Regions from separate parts of the Macaca mulatta genome. Here region 2 is linked to region 1. A link is a contact called in public Hi-C data. All regions are on one chromosome and are shown on one strand. The core of a region is the stretch at or near the end of the contact, and the rest is flanking DNA. Distances in the headings are between cores, read along the strand shown.

Region 1 (2,743 bases), core at 93-2,592:
GATACCAATGTAATGTTGATAGAAGCACCAGGTACTAAAACATTAGGATGTTTGCCAAGTATACCCAGGCTCTTTCATGTTAACAGCAAATGCAGTACCAAGAAATATAATTCAAGTGATAGAGATTAATATCCCAAGCAAATAATCGGCATGAAGCATTGTGGTACCTACCAACTCAGTGGCTGTGGAACTTCAACTTTCTGACCGTCCACCTCCAGGTCCTCCAATTCCTTAAAATATTTGTTCTTTAAGCAATGGAGAATCTCTTTTGCATGGCTATTGAAAAACAAGAAAGTTTCAAACTGATCTAGAAAGCTAAGTTAATACATTGTATCTTTTTAAATTTAAGACTACAAGTGTTTTAAAACTAAAACCAACTTTTGCATGCAAAGTAAACATTCTTCAGTCACTACTTTTACACTGTATCCCTTCAAAATTTAAGCAATCCACACTGTTCATCCCTAAGAGCAACACTGCATTCCTTCTCTCCTAAGTATACCTACAGTTTTAGTTTCACTTGCGACTCATTTAGAAAGATGTAACTACAAAGATGGGGGGTGGGACGGAGGGGGGAAGGACCAAGGAGTTTTATGCATTCTCTATATTCTCTTACGTTCCAAAAGGTAAGACCCTCAGCTTCCCTCCTGGAAGATTCCCCAGGAACCGAATCTTCCTCAGATCCCATTTTCATTTCCTCTTCTAACCCTGCACCTGCAATACCTCCGTGACCATTTCATTGGACCCTGTGCTCCCACCTCAATGCTTCCTGAATCCAAACCGCTGAAACGCCACGGTTCTCTGGCATCGTAACACTTGTCGGAGAAAACACCATCGCCCTTAACCGCCAGCATCCTGGCCCCAACTCCCAAAAAATCAGGCACTGCCCCCCTACCTTTTGTAACCAGTAATTCTTAAAGTGGCCGGGAGGGGCTCCCTGAGAGCGTCCATGAACTGGCCCCATTCGCCCTCGGGCACGATCTTGAGCTCCTGGTAGTAGTGCTCGAACAGCTTGTTCTCCTTGACGATCTCGGGGTAGCCTCCTTCCCAGCCCTGAGAAAGGAAAGCGACGTCTACCCCGAGGCCCGAGGAGCTGCCCCTCGCCGCCGCTTCGGAGGCCTCGGGGTCCGGGAGGCCCACGAGGAGCCCCTGGCCCGCCCGCCGGGTCCCGGCTCCTACCGCTTCGCCGCGCTTTCCACCGCCCTCGGCGCCATCCTCCGCATCCTCTGGCCGCTGCTGTTGCTGGAGCCGCCGGCCCCGCGACCGCCGCCCCATAGCCCACGCGGCCGCACACGCAGCACGCACAAACCGGCCGGCCACGGCCAGACTTTACAGCTCCCGGGACTTTCGACCGGAAACCAAGGCCCCACGTGTCCGGGCCTGGTCCTTTCGGGGACCTTTGGGGACCGTCCAAGAATAAGCCTAAAGCGCACAACCCGTCTTCCCTAAAAGCAGCGAGAGAGGGAAAACCGCGGACAGCTCTGAGGCGGAAAAAGCCTCCAGGAAGCAGCCATGAAGGCGTCTCCAAGCGAAGCGCCCGGGTTTCCCACGCGGTCTCAGGGACCTCCGCGGACAGCCTGAGGCCGCCCGTCCGCAGAGCGGCGCCGGGTTACGGCGGCCCGGCGTGGGCGGGGCGCTTCCAGGTCCCTCCCCGCGCAGGTGCTCGCCCCGCCCCCGGGGCCGCGCCCACAGCCCCGGCTGCCCTGGAGAAGCCTGGATTGAGAACCCTGTCTGCAGTGTCCCGGCAGTGCCGAACTCGGGTAGCCGCCCGTCCCGCCCCCGCGCTGCCGCCTTATATGTTGCCTGCCGCGGCCTCTGGGGCATGGAGCACGCTACCCAGCCCCGGCGATGGCGACGGCGGTGGCGGAGGAGCTCCTGCTGGCCGAGGAGCGCATGCTGGCCGCGCTCGCCTACCTGCAGTGCGCCGTGGGCTGCGCGGTCTTAGCGCGGAATCGTGAGACGAACTTGGCGTACGGCCGCCACGCGTCGCCCAGCTTTAGGGTCCGAGTGCCGGCGCGGGCCGCCTGGGTGGTGCAGGAGCTGCCCTCGCTGGCTCTGCCGCTCTACCAGTATGCCAGCGAGTCCGCCCCGCGCCTCCGCAGCGCGCCCAACTGCATCCTCCTGGCCATGTTCCTCGTCCACTACGGGCATCGGTAACGTCCCCGGCCCCCGACCCTCGGCCCGGCGTCCTCTCCGACCTTCCCCTCACTGCCCGGTGCCCTCTCCCCGAAGCCTCCCCCACCCAGATGCCCTCTCCCTGCCAAACCCCCAGGGCGTCCCCCATCTGCACGGGTCCCCTTCCCCTGCCGCCCCTGGGGTCCCCTCCCCGAGTCCCCCGGCCCCGGGAGTTTGGAAACCAGAAGGGATTCGTCTAGAAAGGGCGGGAAGCGAAGGACTAGAAGGGAGTGATGGAAAAAATCATGATGAAACTGATCTGGAAAGAGCCACTCGGTGGTCCTAGGTTTGGTTTCCTTAGCCGGGTGCGGTGGCGCCTGTCTGTAATCCCAGTTACTCGGGAGGCTGAGATGGGAGAAGAGCTTGAACCCCCGGGAGGCGGAGGTTACAGTGAGCCGAGATCTCGCCACTGCCCTCCAGCCTGAGTGACAGAGCAAGACTCTGTCTCAAAATTAAATAAATAAAAATAAAGAATTAAAAAGTAAAAATATAAAATTAAAATGAAGACTAGATTTTGTTCCCTTAGATCACGTCTGCGGGGGTGTGGGGGGGTGACCTAGAGTCTAACGCT
Region 2 (2,743 bases), core at 75-2,574, 1.2 Mb after region 1:
CTTTTTTTCCACTTCACAAATTCGTTGTAAAGCTCCTGCTGCCATAGTGTCAGGCAGGGTTTCCATCGTGCTTATAAAACTTAGCACTTCTTCTGATGAAGTCAAGTTGCTCAGTCTCTTGTAAAACGTCTGACTCTCCCCATTTTTAACATTTTGTTCAAGCCTGACCCAGTCAGATATTTGAGAGAATACTGGCCCACTGAGTGGATGAAGGTCATTTCCATTTTTCGAATTAAACTTTTTACAATGGGCATGATGGAACCTGATCCTGAAAGGCTCAGGTTGTCGTGAACAGAACCAAGGGCACAGGCGCTCCTTGACTACCTTGTGAACACGATTTAGAGGTTGACTTTTCAAAGCAGCTCCATGCATCCGAAAATCAGATAAACGATAAAGGTTCTTCCTCAAGGTGATTAATGCCATGCCATCAGATTCTCAATTTGATAACTAAATTAAAACATTTAAAAAGACAAGGTTAAATACATTGAGAACATGATTGACCCAACATCAATGTTGAAACTACAAACGAGTACCAGGAAAAAAAAAAAAAAAGGATGGATAACATATAAACACCAGAGGAGCAAGGTCTCTGCATCCTAGAATTAGAAAAGTGGCTGACATCCAACAGTAACAATCGTTACTACTTGCTAAACACTTTCTATTAACTTACACAGATTAAGTACCTTTACCATCATTTTACATGAGGTAGAAGTTGAAGAGCAAAGTTACTTTGCCCAGTTTATGCAGGTGGTTAAGTGGCAGAGCTAAGGTTCAAACTCAGGCAATGTAGCTCTTAAGGGTGGCCCTTAAATGTTGGTTGAAGGAAGAAATTGCATTTGAATAGAAATCAAACAAAGAATAGGTAAAGTGGATGAAATTACGCGAGGTTAGAGCAAGGCAAGAGTAAAAACGCGCTGGAAAGGCCCTAAGCTGTTGGTTTCCCCTCGGTGTCAGGAGACAGGGTTGAGGGAAAGGGTCTACGTCGGCAATGGAAACAAAGTAGGAAAAGAAAAAGCACAACATAGACCAATGAAGGGAGAAGGTGTGGCGGCCGGTCCAGATCTAAAGACGCCGCGGGAGGATTTGGGAACACGAGTGTGCAGGACAGACAGGCGTGATGCCCCGGGGCGCGTCTTCCTAGGAATGAAAGGGACCCGCGGGCCGAGCACCCCCAAAACTCGGCGCCCCGGGGACCTGCGCTGAGACACGGGCAGGGTGGCGCAGCCTGAGGAGAAAGCCGATAAGGTCTGTGACACCCAGCCGGAGAGACCGCGTGGACACCTACCGCCCTCCGCCCGCCAATCACTCCGGGTGGCCGCGGAAGCGCCTGGGCGTCGTGGGCCACCGTAGTAAACGCGGGGCGGGGCAGGGCGGGGCGGGGCGGGAGCACGACTCACAGCCGCGCAATGTGATTGGTCCAGGTCCCCTTCGGAACTTCCTATTGGTCCTAGGTACGGAGCATGGGCACTACGGCAGTGCGCACGGGCGCAGCGTTGGTGGAAGTCGCGCTGTGCAGGTGTGTCTTCGGGTGGCGCGGCGCAGGTAAAAGCGCTGGTGGCTACGGTTTCCGGATTCCGGCCGCTGGCCCCGTACTAATCCCGAGGGAACGGCGGCCCGGGCCGGGGAGCGGGGGAGGCAGCCGGCTTGCGCCCATGGTTCCCACACCCCTCGAGCTCCGGGGGTCGCCGCGGGGGCGGGCTCGGCCTCGGGCTGGGGCTTGGCCTTGGCCTTGGTTTCCCCGGAAGCGCGTCCCGGAGATCGGCGTCGATCTCTGCGCGCGGGGGCTCCTGGGTGGTGTGGGGCCTCTCCGCCTGTTCTGCCTTTGGTTCCAGGCACTTTCTAGGACTAGGGAAACCGCACTCGGGGACGCGGGGAACGGGGGAACGTGTCGGGTTGGGGCGGCGCTCTCCGGGGAACCGGGGATTTTCCGAGAGCCCACCTGGCGGGACGCGGCAGTGAGCTCTGCCCACCGCCTCCGCGCCGCCCCTGGGGCTGCTGGGGCTCCGGCCTCCTTTGAGAGTAGTGGGAACGTGGTGCCGGGTTGTGGCGCAGTAGCAGGGCTGAGGGGTTGATTGATCCTGGGAAGTCCTCAGGATGTGTGTGTTTCATGGGAAGTGATAGAAATTTTAGCTGTAGTAAGATTTTCATCATCGTTTCCGCCGTTTTCTGTGAGCTGTAAACGTGTAGTGTTTTCATATTGTTCATTTACTCTTTCAGATAACTTGTCGAGTACCTGTTTTGTGCCAGGTGCCGTTCTGGGCGGTTCATTCACGAAAAGCCAATATTTTGGTTTGGGTTTCAGTTTAAATCTGTCTCCACAAATTGACAGCCCACCAGTTTTAGCCATTAGATGAGTAAGGAAAAAAAAATCTGTGAGTATCGTTTGTGTTACTGCTACTTATCTCTTCAGGAAAAACATGTGTTAGTAAAATGTTTTAAGTGGATTGGAAGTATTTTTTCTTTATATGCACCTGTATGTAATATGCCCATACACTCACGTATTTTTGATTTCCATTAAATACAAAAAAGGTAACTGATGTGCTTCAGTTACCTTTAGTACTATGATTAGTTTCTTTAGCATTAGAATCAAATAGGAACCAAGAATCCTATCATTTTAATATAATTTTTGCTTTTATATTTTTTAAGAAAGGGGACACCAAAATATATTTAAGACTGTTGGGAATGACACTGTGCCTCAAGTTTTGTTCAGGTTCTTTTCTTGTGCCACATCCTTTTTCAGGTA

The links. Hi-C and Micro-C count contacts between places; a contact is called where the count stands out from the background.
Region 2: a contact with region 1 is called in a Hi-C map of liver, with 4 times the contacts expected there. The contact joins the promoter of FASTKD3 here to the promoter of NSUN2 in region 1. A contact is called at or near these places in 2 of 14 Hi-C or Micro-C datasets (cortical neurons and liver).

Annotation. Positions count from the first base shown.
Region 1 is chr6:7,733,015-7,735,757 of T2T-MMU8v2.0, forward strand. It overlaps NSUN2 (NOP2/Sun RNA methyltransferase 2), which reads right to left and starts at 1,343. Exons shown (of 19, transcript XR_001445160.3): 1 at 1,177-1,343; 2 at 893-1,050; 3 at 172-276. It overlaps SRD5A1 (steroid 5 alpha-reductase 1), which reads left to right and starts at 1,471. Exons shown (of 5, transcript XM_001083405.5): 1 at 1,471-2,150. The coding sequence starts at 1,846.
Region 2 is chr6:8,931,916-8,934,658 of T2T-MMU8v2.0, forward strand. It overlaps FASTKD3 (FAST kinase domains 3), which reads right to left and starts at 1,325. Exons shown (of 7, transcript XR_001445164.3): 1 at 1,286-1,325; 2 at 1-447. MTRR (5-methyltetrahydrofolate-homocysteine methyltransferase reductase) reads left to right here and starts at 1,475. Exons shown (of 15, transcript XM_078004603.1): 1 at 1,475-1,516.